2 separate regions of the Mus musculus genome follow, and region 1 is linked to region 2. A link is a contact called in public Hi-C data. All regions are on one chromosome and are shown on one strand. The core of a region is the stretch at or near the end of the contact, and the rest is flanking DNA. Distances in the headings are between cores, read along the strand shown.

Region 1 (7,142 bases), core at 831-3,330, 190 kb after region 2:
TTATTGCTGAGGCCAGTGTATCTAGCTAACACACTGACTGACACAACATCCTAGTAAATGCAATGGATGTATCTTGTATGGGGGTCTAGGCTCCTGCTGGATTGCACAGTGTTATCAATGTCATGAGCAATGCCCTCTGGGAAAGACAGCTGTCGCAGCCCCAGAACACCAATCTTTGTTGTTCATGTGACAATGCTTTACTGCCCCTCACGAGCCCCATGGCTGCTGCTATGCCAGGCCCTACCAAGGATAAGCAGTGGCACAGTTGGCAAAGGAAATCTGTATTGGTGCTGATGGGCAGCTTAGAGGTCAGGCGGAAATGCCAGGAGTCAGCCTGGCATGTCGTGAACCAGGACTCAAGAGCGGAAGGAAGGGGCATCAGAACACCAGGCAGAGGGTGGCTGCAAGGTGTCTCCTAGCAACTGCTCAGTAGCAGTTACGCAGATGTTTCCAGTGGTATCTTCATTTCTTGCTAAACTTGGCACCTATGTTCAGGGTTAAGTTCTTCCCATAGCCACTTCCTGTTTGTTCTTAAAGGACAGCTGTCATGACTTGAGCACCCAGTGCTTAATTCACACTGGCATTTGCAGTTGTATACAACACCTTAGTCTTCACCAAACTGACCCTGATGTCTTCATCCACTGAGGCATCTTAAGAGTGAGGCAAGGAAGGTACTGGGCTCTGAGGGTGGACACGGTCAAGAGCCCGAGAGCAAGTTCCCCTACATTTAGTACTTATGACAGCTCCCGTACCCCATCCAAGCCTTGACTCTGCAAAGGCAGCACTAATGCTTCAAAGTGGCTGAGTTATCAACAGGATCGAGTGGAGGATAGATCAACAGGGTCCTACTTGGAGAAATACAGAAAGAATAGTTCATAGACAGAGACAGACACAGAGACAGAAACAGAGAGAGAGAGAGGCCCAGCACCTTTGAAACAAGGTGAAATCCCTCATAGGTACAGGATAATTACAGAGGTTTATAATTTAACATGGGAAGGAGAGATGCACCTTTTCCAGGCCTTGGAATCCAAACAAGCAAGAGTCTGAACCTGTCCTTCCTTTCTGCTTTCAGCCCATTCCTTCTGATTGCAGTTCCCAGAGCTCAGGCCTTGAAGTCTGCCATGTTCCCATGCTTGGTGCTCAGCAGCCCCTTCCCATAGAGTTTTCTGTACCCTTCCTTAGTGGCAATGTAGCTTGGGGCTAGACCAGTTAGATCAGGAGGCTTTGCCTCTCCCTGTGATGGAAGCTTCCATTCTCTTGCTCATAAGTTGGGTACCCAGCAGGGGTGGCCCATGTTGCTCTTCCAATTGAGGCCTCAAATTTGTTTGTACCTGCATGAACAGAGGGTGGGATGGAAGAGAAAGTAAGCCACAACTTAATAAGCTTCTGCCTTTCATGTCTACTGTTCGTAATTAGGGTTCCCCTTTACTTGTTGGGCAGGCACTAACAAGCCAGAATAATATGGGAAACAAAGTGTTTCTGCCACATTTGGCCACTTCACAAAAAGCATCACTCCCTATCTCATTCTCTCTGTGCCTCAGACCAACCCTGACAGGCATTTGAGGAAAACACCCCCATTATGTTCAATGATGCAGAGCCTGAGGAGTCTGCCAAGGTCTTAGATAGAGGTGAGTGTACAGAGAAACCAAGAACCTCAGGGACTTCAGGTTCTCAGCCTAGAGCTCTCCTTGTCCCAGCCATTTCTTAATGGGCCTGCCAGGAAGAACCAGCCTGGGAGAGCTGCAGTGCCCAGAAAGACAAGCTACCTCCACAAACCTGGGTTCCGCTTTAGGTTCTGCCAGGACTGGCTCCTCACTTCAAATGAGAATACCTGCCTCTCAAGGAGGCTAAGAGGTGAGCCACAGGGAGGTGAGCCTGGCCTCCACTCCAGATCACTACATACTTTTCTCCCTTTCTGCTTTTCTTTCTCTTCCTGGCTCCCTTCAAGCCTAGCCCAGAGAATGTAGGTGAACAGAGAAAACTCATGCTGTCCAGTCCCCTGCTCCCGTCCTCCAGAGCAGGGCAGGGCGGGGCGGGGCAGACCCTGTGAATGCCTGCACATGCACCCCTGCTTCCTGCTTCCCTGCCTGTGTGACGCTTCTTAAAGTGCAAGCGCTTCCCCAGACCGTGTGGGCTACCATGACCCCAGGAGATGGTTCTTCACATTTACCATCCAGCCCAGGTCCAGGCTTTGCCAGCTCCTTTTCTTAGTAAGACGCTTCTGCCTGAAGAGCCAGAAAGGCCCCAGGGACAGTCACCCAGTCACCAGCACCTCAGCCTCTGACTCAGTCACTGACCTCTGCGACTCCCACACCCACCACCTCTGGACACCAGGCAGAAACCACACCGGATTAAGCACTGTTTGCAATTTGTTCCGGAGGCTTTGATTGGTAGTTGCCCTTTTCTACACAGCCCAGGCAAAGGGGTCAGATGATTTCTGACATTTAGGAGGCATCTGCAGCTCTGCCTCAGTTCAGAGAAGAAAAGATTCCAGATCTCTGGCCCCTTTGCCCTGCGGGTGTGTTCAAAGCCCTCTGTAGCATCTCAGATCCCCTGAGAAATAGGTCCCAAGCACCGTGCTCTGACTAGCTTGAATCTCCAGGTATGGCTCCCAAGGAAACAGAGAAAGCTGGCGGGCAGGAGGGAAATCACACGCAGGAGAGGAGCGGATTCCCATGCAGCCCACATTCCGATGGCGTATTAGTCATACTTGAAGAAAATACTCACAAAAGTCATGGGACTTGAGGAAAATACTATCGCGGGTGGGTTAGGGCCAGACTAGAGCTATGGAGACACACGGGGACAACAGAGGCAAGGTTAGTAGTTCCGGAGTGGGATGGGGTCCAACAGCACATCAAGGGGCGCTGCTTCAGGGTTCCTGAGGCCCACAGTGGACCAGCACAGACTCGGCATGGAGTAACTGAGCCCTGGCTTGAGTCCTAGAAGTGAGGTTAGGAGAATGGCTTCCACTGTAGGAAACTCACCCACTGCTTCTGCCGCAGGCCGTCTTCCAGGCCAGGATCTCTTTGTACACCAACCTGCAGAGGAGCTGTGGGGGTTCGAGGTAGAAAGGGAAGGGAAGACACTGTGAGCTTCCAGGCTCAGCTGATCCATGGGACAGGTGGCTGAGAAGTTAGTGGAAGAGCACTCCTCACAGGAGGAAGTAATTCTGAGCAAAGGGCAGCTGCCATTCTCTCCACCCCAGGAGTCCCAGTGCTTGCTTTATACCAGAGTTCCAGTCTGTACACATAAAGCATTCCCCAACTGACATCTGTGTAGCCCAAGAACTCTTACCAAGCAAGCCAAGACGTCGGCAGAGATGAGCATGTAGAACACATTGTTCCAGCCTGTCGGGGAAATGAGCCCGGCCAGTAGGGGCCCCAGAGCCGCACCTATACAGAACAGTCTCATGAAAGAAACATACACACCTTCCCCCACCACCTTCGGTGGTGCACAGGGGGTCCACCCATAACAAGGCAGGGGTTCAGCTGCCAGGAGCCCAAACCAGTAACAAACCTATGGAACCAGTGCCGTCGATAATGGCCGTGACAGTGGAGAGGGCCTTGGCGTTACCCTTCAGGCTCTCATGTGTGCCCTGGGGAGACAGAGTAAAGTGGGATAGCTCAAGCTAAGCAAAGCCACCCGGGAAGAGCAGTGCTGGGAGAAAGCTAGCTCGAGGTGGGTGGTGATGGGGCCCTGAGGTTGAAAGGAAAGAGCCCGTAGAGGTGCTGCAGGACAACGAGTGGGAACGGGAGAAGGGAGAATGGACTTGCAGACAGAGCCCCTGACCACGCCCTCAGACCAGCCTCGTGCCCACAAGTGGCCCACTCACCAGGTCAGCAGAGACCGCTGTCGTGATGAGTGCGTAAGGGCCATTGACCAGGACCCCACAGATAATTAACATCACTAGGAAGACAGCAGAGATGGCATTATTAGAGATGAGGCGCTGTGCGCAGCCCCAAGTCCATAGCAAGTGACTTCCTTGCCCTTGGCTCCACACCCATGACATGGAGTTCCCCAGAGAGAGGGTCACTAGTGACCAGGTGAGAGTCGCACCACCTCCTCACCTATGGAACTGGTTATCCCATTCTGGCCAATGTAGTTGTACAGGAACATCTGAAGAAAGAAGGACATGTTTTCCTCTTGCTGGGTGAGACCTGGGCCTGGACTCGTCCCCGCCTGCTCTGGAATTCTACATATCACTTGCTTTTCCCGCCTTGTGCATCTGCACTTCTCAGGTCTTTATGTGTCTCAATAGATGGTCTAACTATGGTAATCTCTAATTTCCTTTTATTTTTCTTATGGTTTTGAAATGAGAATCATGCAACCCAGGGTCTCCTGAAACTCACTCTGTAGCTGAGGAAGACTTTGAACTCCTGATTCCCCCTGCCTTTACCTCCCAAATCCTGGGATTACAGGCATGCATGGCTCTCTAATTTCCCCTCTCCCACAAACATCTTTTGTGTCTATCCTCAATCTCTTCATTATTCCTTGCTCAAAAAATGTCACGGCTGGTGTTTCCTTTCCCCACCAAGGCGAGATAATCACTAATCCCATTCCGGGATTATTAATCCTGGTCTCTTTTCACAGAGCCTGGTCCTCTGCTGACTCTCATTTTTCTGTCTCTACATGTGCCCAGGAATATACATACACATGAAGAAAGACATAGCTGTGCAGGCAAATATAGGGATGGATACATGGGTCCATCCAGGCCCTAGACACCTGATCCCAAGCATATGCATGCTGAGACTGAACGTACCATGGGAGCAGCCAAGATCAGCATGATGCAGCAAGTGGTGGCCCTGCTATTGGTGTAGTCGCTGATGAGCCCTGCCATGATGCCACCTGAAACACATGCTCACTCGCAAGCTGTCTTTGACACTACGTGCTGTTCCTCATCTGCTGCCCAGTGCTGGGCTGGCCTTAAGAATCACCACCTCCCTCTGCAGTCTTCCCCTGTTCCCATCACTCCAAGAAACCACAGAGCAATGATCACTTTTCTTAGGCCCACCCAGTCTAGCAGGAACAGAAATGAGAATACATTAGGAGGCTTTCGCTCTCTACCCAGATCATGGCCAGCTGTCCCTTCTTTCTGTACCTCTGCATAGAAGCAAAATAAAAGACAGCATGCCAGGACAAAAGGACAGGGCCTCACCTATGATGCCACCAACATCAAAAAGCGTGGATAGGTCCCCAGCCTCCTTGGCACTAAAGTGAGCTATGGAAAACACAAAAACATAATCAGACACACGGGGAGGTTTGGAACAAATCTCCTGAATGACACAGCCAGCAGAGTTCCTGTGGCGCATTAATCCAGTCCAAGGAAAAGGCTGAGGCTACACGGCCAAGTGATTGGCTAGAGCCACCAGGTGAGTTTGCAGCAGCCTGACACACACACCCTCAGAGCCAAGTCCTAAGCTCTCTTTGCCTGAAGGATAACCTAGACCTTTCACAGCAAGGCTCTCCTGCAGGCCTGGTACGTGCCCATGACAGCATCTCTAACTCTTCTGGAGTATAATGGTTCTGACTGAGCATGGGCACAGCTATCTTCTTGACCCACTCCTAACATAGAAGCAAGCTCCACAGGGGCTTTTCCTCGGCAGGCCACCTTAGGTCTGTACTAATGCTCACAGCCACAGAAGGAGACCTGTAGGAAGATGGGGATTCTGGGTTTAGAAAAGGGGAACATTTAGAAGCTTGATTTGCAACTCCATCCTCAAGGCTGATTCATACTTTGAAGTCAGCAAAAAAGCCACAAAACAGAGTCATAGTGTCTGCAAAACTGCCGTAGTACTCTGCCAGTATCAGAGACAGGGGCCCTCATGTAGAGATATAGGTCAAACTACAGCTGGAGATCTGGCCATGACTAATCCCCATGGTTTCCTGGTCGTGTGTGTGTGTGTGTGTGTGTGTGTGTGTGTGAGCAGGACAGTTTCTGTCTTTCCCCAGAGCAGGAAAGCAGCTCTGGGCAAAAGGTCTTGGGTATGGGGTGTGGCTCTCTGAATCCTGGGGGCCAGCAAAGCAGAGCATGTTGCTCTTTGGTATGTTACCCCATGGCAAACCAGAGACTCTGAGCAGGTGGGAACCAAACAGCCATTTTAACCACAACAGTGTTCTCCTTATATCTTTGCAGCCTTGGTTAGGAACAGTGGAAAGTAGCTATTATATTGGGGCAGCTCCCTCCATGTAGACCCAAAGGCCACAGTACAAACACATCACTCCCATAACGGTCCTTGGAAGAAGAGTCCTGAAGTCCACAGAGTACGAAAGCTCACACAGCCTCTTCCTTGAATTGGAGGTGTTCAAGGTAGACTACCACCCACCTTTGAACCAAGCAGCCCAGACTCAGGCTAGGGAAAAGAGGTTTGTAGGACAGAGTTTTCCTCCTAAGACCCAACTCAGCTCCAAGGGGGCAGGTGGCTGGAGACATGCATGGGGCTCAGCCTTGACTGTGTACTGGAATGAAACCCAAGTATGATATCCTCCCTGCACCAGAAGTGGCCTTGGCCTCCTCAGAGACCCTTTTTCTCAGTTCCTCTTCCCCTGAACTTACCCACATTGAAGATGTACAAGGGCAGCCAGTAGAGAAAGGTATAGCTGACCAACTTGGCAAAGAGCAGACATAAAGAGAACTCGATCACTCCCTGGGAAACATGAGAGAAGGCAGAATGGAAAGGGGCTCAAGAGATCCCCAGTCTAGTGGAGGCCCCCTGGGTGGCTAGCACTACCCCATGACTGTCATCATTCCTACACAAGGCAACAACAAATATACACTCCACCCTAACTTCAGCAGTGTGCCTAATGCTGCATGTCCTGTCAAAACAGGCCTGATATACACAGCCCTTCTCAAACAGCCACCCCACAGTCTGCATGGAAATCCTTGAAGCTACCTGTCACCCCTAGCACCCCGTTCCCTCGAAGCTAGTGAAAATCACTAGAGAGGCCATCTTCCCTTCATTCCATAAACATCTCACCGGAATTCTGAGTGCCCCCAGGAAACTGATGGCTTCAGGCTCAGGGCCCTGCTCCTTGGAGGAGCTGGCTGCAATGTCCACATTACTCTCCCTGCTGCTGTAGGGACTATTCACAGGATCCTCAGGGTTGTCCTGTTCCTTCTCCGGGTCATCCTGAGGAAAGAAGAT
Region 2 (6,854 bases), core at 1,994-4,493:
TCATATAGTGACAATTAGGTTTAGACAGTCCTCCCAATTCATAGGAAGGCACAGTGCTTATGTCTTTCTTGCTTCCAAATTCCTTTCTGTTGCAGAAATATGGTAGAAAAAGCCAGGTAATGATAGCACACATCTGCAATCCTAGTTCTTAAAAGGCAGAGGCTAGGCAGATCCCTTCTAAGTCATCTCCAACTCAGAGAACATTCTAGACTACCTGGGTCACATATGATCTTATCTGTAAAATAAAATGGAAAAAAAAAATAGATCACGAGGTACTTTCTGTCAACATTTCTCTATCTATCCCAAGGCTGAGAATTATTTCCTTTGTGTCTCTCTTGGCAGAAAGGGCATCTTGGACAAAGGACAATGGGAGCCACATCATGTCCTGACTTGCATTCCCTCAACTCTTCCTGTTGAGAGCTCTCCTTTAGCAGCCTCCACTCTCCTTGCTTCACCTGCCTGCCTGCCTTTTCAGTTGTTTGCTCAGAAGCTGGGCTCTGTTTGCTGAGCCCTTATTCATTTTCATATTGCCTGGGATATTTTCAGCTCCTCCCCTGGGCCTTTGGGAGAACTTCAAGTGTCAAGAAGCACACTGGGCTATCAAGGTAAACACCCACAGTGGCCTGAGCCCCATCTGGGGAATCTGCCCACTTTATTGGCTGTCTCCTGGCTTTCCTACTGCCTTTCATCTGGGCTCCTGAGATGCTGGGTGTGCTTTCAGGCAGACAGGCTGCAGAGTCTCATATCTAAGACTATAGCATGTACGTGATGGGCAATGACGTCTAGGACCTTTGGCTTGGCCTCTCATAAAGGTTCCCAACCTTACTGGGGTCAGACTGAAGAAACAGAGAAGCAGAAGGCCACAGAAGTAGCCCAATCCCTCACTCCTGGAAACTGTTTCCAGAGCATTGGATTCTTCATTGCTCTTTGCTGAGTATCCAAGGCCCCATACTGAAGGCACTTATTGGGGAACAATAAGGAATGCCTTGCGAAGAAAATCTGAGTTATCTCTGCATCCTTTTTAACTTGACAGAATTTAAGCTTAAAACCAGTCTCTTTAATGCTTGCTCTAGTTCCGTTGGAGAACAAGGCCTAGATCCTCTTCATTGTGGAGAAAGGGCATTCACCAGAGAAAAAGAACAGTCAAAGGAACAAGAGACACAAAGGAAAGGTCTGAGCTTAAACCCTGATTGTCTCCTCACTGTGTGTCAGTCACCTAAGCTGTTAAACTGGGACAACAGACTCCACCTGAGTTGAGATGAATATTCCCTAAAATCATGTGTGCATGGGCTGACCTAGGTAATTAATAACTGGTTGTTTAGATTTTTTACTTTTATTCATCCATTAGATCAAGTACTTAAATATTCAGAATCGATCATATTGAGTCAGGCTTACAAAAAGGACCTCCATAACTGTCCTTATACCATTCTGTTCTTTGAGACTCAGAGGTACAACATTTTTCTGTATTTGAAAGGCCCCTCCCTTCAAGCCTCCATTCAGTTTGTATCAAATATTCCAGGAGAAGATGCCAGAGGCCTGGGTTATTGGATATTTGTCGAGTTCAATAAAAGGTGCTTGGTGGCTCCAGGCTGATGATGTTCTCTGGTTTGTCACTGTAACACTTACCGGCTATGGCCCTGCCACTCCAGGCACTGGACATTAGGAAAAGCAAGAGCAGGTTTTATTAACCAAGCCAAAAGACATGAACTTGCATTTGTCACAGAGGATGGGGCAGAGGTGGCTTCCTATCAGAGATCAGGCCTCACCATGGATCCTTTTGAGTTAGGTCATTTCTCGGCTGAGTACTAAGCAGAGTCAGAAACAGCCTTGAGCTATGAGCTGAAAAGAGTCCCACAGAGGCAGCACTTTTTTATAAGGCTTATATTCCTGTTTCTTAAACACACCATCAGTTTATAGCTAACGTGACACTCACTGAAAAGCTTAACAGAATGGAAATCAGAACCTCTGGAAAGAAGGGGCTCAGTCTGCCCTGAAACCCAAGTGCCCAGCACAGTGTCCTGAGATGTGGTTACCTCCTCAATACAGAGTGAATGAGTGAATGGAGCAGTGGCTGGGAGCAGAACCACATTAGTGCTCTGACTTGGATGGAGGCTGACTCATACAGTGACAGAGCAACAAAGGCCAAGGAGATCCAATAAAGAAAGAATTATCAAGGACTGTGTCCAGGCACTATTCTGGTTTGGCACAGTTTGTCTGTTTTTAATTTATGTGTATGTGCCTCTGTGTATGTGGATGCATAATATGTATGTGGGTGCCAGTGGAGGACATGTATCTTTTGGAGCTAGACTTTCACGTATAAGCTCTCTGATGTGGGTGTCAGGATCCAAAATCCAGTCCTCTGATAGAGCAATTGGCATGCCTGACTGATGAGGCATATCTATCTCTTTGGACCCCAGAGAATGATTCTAAATGTCTTATCATATTAAAATAGTGTACAAATGGCATCTTGGTCTTAAAAGTAAGGCAGAAGCATAGCTTTTGAAAGCAGAGGAAAATGGCCAAGAAGACTAATACAGAGCTCTTGACCACCTTCTTAATAAAGGAGGTCAGAATACATCCTAGATCCTGGGCAGGACCTAGTCTTGTGGCTGTCCCGATAAACAGGAAATGGCAAGGGCTACAAATCCCTAGATAGGATCATCAGCTCCCCTGAAAGGCTCAGAGGTGGAGCCATAGACATGATCCCTGAAGAATCTTAGGTGTCACCTAAGCTGAAGCCAAGCATCTTTGGTTCCAACCAAGTGATGGTACCTGATATACATGAAGACCTCTCAGGTCAAACATCAACCTCTCTCGGCAATAGACAGGCATGGTAATACAGCTACCTATAATCCTAGCACTTGAGAGGTAGAGGCAAGAGGATAAAAAAGTTCAAGGTCACCCTCAGCTATGTAAGGAGCCAGCCCTGGAAGAGTTGTAAAGATGCAGGCTTTTGATCATGAGGTAGGGGCAGGTATATCTCTGAGATCAAGGCCACAGTGAGATCTTGTCTCAATAGAAGAAGGAAGAAGAAAAGGAGGAGGAGGGAGAGGAGGAGGAAAAGGATGAGGAGGGAGGAAAGGAAGGAAGGAAGGAGGAGAGAGAGAGAGAGAGAGAGAGAGAGAGAGAGAGAGAGAGAGAGAGAGAGAGAGAGAGAGCAACAGTGAAGTAGACATTGGCCCTGCTCCATAAGTCCACGACCCGGAAGGAACAAGGTGCTAGTTTCGAGTTCCACATTTCTTCCCATTATCTTATTTTTGGAGACATGAGACTCACCATTTGTTTTAATTTCATCCTCAGTGAAGTTATAACAGACTGGCAACGTGTTAGCTGTAAAAGACTTTTTTTTTTTCAAGCCATGAGTTGTTCCTCATTAGTCTCTGCCACATGAAAAAATTATCAAGAATCTGGGCCACAAGTAGATGGATGGCTTTTAAGATTGAGAATACACACTGGATGATGTCAGGTCTGGGGACACTGACAGAAGATAGTTAAAGGGAGGAAAGGGCAGAAAATGCCATTTTAAAACTGAAATCAAACCTTCAGAGTCTGGGCCCTGGAGGTGACTCATGGTGAAATATGTCATGGTAGATTCAACCGTTTTCCCAAAGAAACTTCCCCTAACTGCAGAGGGAGGACCACACTGCAGCCAGGAGAGAGGAATGTGGATAGAGTCACATGGTTTTCAGGATCCTTCCCAGGGAGGAGTGGGTGGTGGTAGCTGTAGTGTTATTGGCGAGGTTGTGGCCCATGGGAATCCATAAAACTAGGAACACTGAGTTACTCAAATATTAGCCATGATTTCTTAAAACCTGGGGGTGGAGCCGCACTAATAGATTCCTGAAGATAGACAGGAAGTGTGTTCGGCTGAAAAGGGCGGCTGAACAGAGGCAATGGTAAAATATTCAGGAACTGCATATTCTCACTTCCACCCCCCATCTTATTTATTGTTACATTTTCAGTACTTACCACAACGCCCAGCACACGTAGAACACGCCATAAATATTTGTTAAATGAATACATGCATGAAACCCAACTCTAGGAAACTCTTTTTGATCGCACCAGGCCTTTGTGAGGACCCATTAGGATTCCAACTATATGATCTGGTCCTGTGAAGGTGTACCAAAGGGCCCAAGTCTGAATGTTCAGCAGCCTTTCAGATGCATGCCACCAAGTACTGAACGGACCCACAACAGCCCTGCCTGCCATTCTAGAGAAGACTGACGTGAATCCCTGCCTTGTTTCCACGCACTCACTTTCAGCCCCACTCCCACTGGATAATTGAAGCCACCAGCTTCCATCATTCAAATGAATACAAGCTTAAAAAACCAACCAACCAAACAAACAAACAAAAAAAAAACAATCAAAAGTCCAAGGGTCTTCAGTGTGGGAGATTTTGTTTTACCTGTGCAAGTGTTAGCAGTCAGGCTGGATTCCCAGCCCTGCCTTTAATTGTAGCCTGTATGCTATGATTGGAATTAAATGACATGCCAAATTAAAGAGTTATTTTTTCTAATAAATATTTTGCATAGGATGTGTTTATAATGGCATTAATTATTTATGCTGCCATATAGAGAAAGCATAAATATAAAGAGAGAGAGAGATCAGATGGTTCCTGTAGGAGAAATAAAATGAAAATTTCCATCAAGATGATGAATACCTGAATTCGAACTTTGGGGCTGGGCCTGGGGGGAGGTGGAGAGCCGGGGACATCTTGAGAACAAATCTGACAAGCGTTATGGAGGCTTTTGAGCGAGGAATATGTTAAAAATGAAAGTGAGTACAGAAACTTTAAATATTTAATACCTGCATTAATTCTAATTCACACTTTCTTTATTTTTCAGATTAAAAATTTACGAGAATTTCCCATCTCTTTCATCCTTCTCCTCCCATGGGGGCACTTGGCGGTCACTGTGCCTGGGACCAGCTTTAGCAGCATTTGGGTCACAAAGAGAACAAGGACAGTAGCCCCTGCCCCCCCCCCTCCTGTGACACCTGCTGTGAAACTGCCTCCACCCCTAGCTCCCCTCTGGAAAGCTACTGCTGTTGGATTTCTGGTGCCAGAGTGACTGATGGAACCAGAGGCCATTTCCTGCCCTCCAGCCCTGCCCCAAGAAGACCACGAAGTCCTGAGATGATGCAGCCAAGTTGTACATTTAAAATGCCTGCCCAGGTCTTGAACATGTTAGATCCACACCGAACTGAGGACTCCTCCAAGCAAGAGACTTTTTTGTCACATGCAGCCAGGAGGCCCCTCTGCCCTCACAGGTATTTTAGTCTAAAGCTGAATACATTTTATAAGCTGTCCTATCACCATGAGCCAGTGCTGACCTGGGTACAGGGCCAGCTTCTGCCCCTGCTCTAGTCTGCAGAAGCTGGTGAGCAAACATCAATGTCTGCATTTCTTACTGAAGCTCTTTCCCACACACCTTGGACCACTGAGTCAAACTTTCATTTCACACGGGCAAACCTTGCGTTCCAGAAGGTCCAAACTCTCCCTATATCAGAACTCCTTCCACGGTCTCAATGTGGCTCGCACAGCACATGGCCTCCAAAGCAGCAGGCAGTGAAGAAGGGAGACTGGATTAAAGCATGCTCCTTAACTGTGGCTACTGTGTGTGGGGTCCCAAGCTATCAGAACCACGTAGGCATAGGAACCTGAATGCCTCACCATGTCCTCACTCCCCATTTCACCTCAGAGACTCTGGGTTGGGTCCAGAGAATCAAACAAGAGCAGTTTTGAGTAAGTTCTAAGACTTAACAGCTCTCGGACCCTTAGGCTTTAAAGTATTCTGTCCTTTTCTCTCTCCATCTCAGACAGAGCCTCGCCACCCCCAAATACAGACACACACACACTCACACACCACTTGCCAGATTCCTACCCGGAACACCTTCATAAATAATGCTGATTAGGTCCTTCTCCTAATGAGGCCTCTGATCTCAGGCAATTCCGTACCCCTACCCACTCTTCCTCCTGTGCCTACTGATTCACTCACGTATCTATAAATCAGAGAAGGTGACACACACATGCTCACACACTCAAGCTCCCTTCTTCAAGAAGCTGGGTAGGGAATCTCACTGTAGTGGACACCGAGCTGTGGCTCAGGCCCTAAGAGATATTTGGAGTTGGTATCTCTTCTCCCAGTTACCAGCATAAGTTAGGCTGTCCCTTTCAGTGAAAAGAGCCGAGTGTGTAATCACCCCTGTTTGGAGACTGGAGGATTCCTCTACGCAGACCCTTCTTTCTCACAACTGAAAGAGCCCCGCCCATCTTGAAAGGGAAGGAGAAGTTCTCACCAAATAATGGGCATGAGTACCTAAGAAGGACCAGCTACCATCACAAGTCCTTTCCCATCATGCCTCCAGGACCAGTGTATCCTTCTGAACCCATCTCTTGATTCCTAAGGGTACCATCCCAGGACAAGAGTGAAATCCACAATCACACAGGAACACACATACAAGCACATGGGGACATTTGGTACTCCAGACACAACACATAAGCATCCCTCTGGTGTTTTGACAGTTTTAGATGAAGTAAGAAAGAAATGAGATAGCCGGAGAGATGTTGAGTTAGGACTTTGGCCCAGGTCTGCGAAGTGCCTGATGACTGTATCAGACACTAGGAGAATAACTTCAGTCCTGACACATTGCGGGGGATAAAATGTTTTACCACCAAGGGCTCCAAAACAGCTCCTTTCTCAAATACAGAAAAGCCAAAAGGCAAAAGCCGGGTGTGGTGGCGCACTCCTTTAATCCCAGCACTCAGGAGGCAGAGGCAGGCGAATTTCTGAGTTTGAGGCCAGTCTGGTCTACAGAGTGAGTTCCAGGACAGCCAGGGCTACAAAGAGAAACCC

Evidence for each region. A called contact is a pair of places that touch in the nucleus more often than the background predicts.
Region 1: a Hi-C map of embryonic fibroblasts shows a contact between it and region 2, with 2.1 times the contacts expected there. The contact joins two enhancer-like sites. A contact is called at or near these places in 2 of 15 datasets of contacts at CTCF or cohesin (large pre-B cells and pro-B cells), 49 of 484 Hi-C or Micro-C datasets (the AML12 cell line, B cells, the C2C12 cell line and 30 more), 5 of 115 datasets of contacts at active chromatin or transcription factors (bone marrow-derived dendritic cells, double positive thymocytes, embryonic stem cells and 2 more) and 1 of 9 other capture datasets (embryonic stem cells).

What each region holds. Positions count from the first base shown.
Region 1 is chr9:37,230,326-37,237,467 of GRCm38.p6, forward strand. Slc37a2 (solute carrier family 37 (glycerol-3-phosphate transporter), member 2) reads right to left here. Exons shown (of 19, transcript NM_001145960.1): 9 at 6,975-7,127; 10 at 6,554-6,644; 11 at 5,156-5,218; 12 at 4,760-4,845; 13 at 4,068-4,116; 14 at 3,833-3,906; 15 at 3,517-3,595; 16 at 3,295-3,392; 17 at 2,985-3,049; 18 at 2,728-2,784; 19 at 1-1,331. The coding sequence ends at 2,754. Among named protein-coding and RNA genes, the nearest start is that of Slc37a2, 22 kb to the right of the region's middle. Within about 2 kb of position 2,081, at least 64 of the 459 cell types and tissues checked have an H3K27ac peak or open chromatin away from gene starts, as enhancers often do. A contact at or near this core is called in the C2C12 cell line and embryonic fibroblasts, where this site is marked.
Region 2 is chr9:37,044,003-37,050,856 of GRCm38.p6, forward strand. The region is part of intron 2 of Pknox2 (Pbx/knotted 1 homeobox 2); the gene reads right to left. Gm34538 (a long non-coding RNA gene) reads left to right here. Exons shown (of 7, transcript XR_003948122.1): 3 at 4,845-5,268. Among named protein-coding and RNA genes, the nearest start is that of Gm34538, 10 kb to the left of the region's middle. Within about 2 kb of position 3,244, at least 39 of the 459 cell types and tissues checked have an H3K27ac peak or open chromatin away from gene starts, as enhancers often do. A contact at or near this core is called in the C2C12 cell line and embryonic fibroblasts, where this site is marked.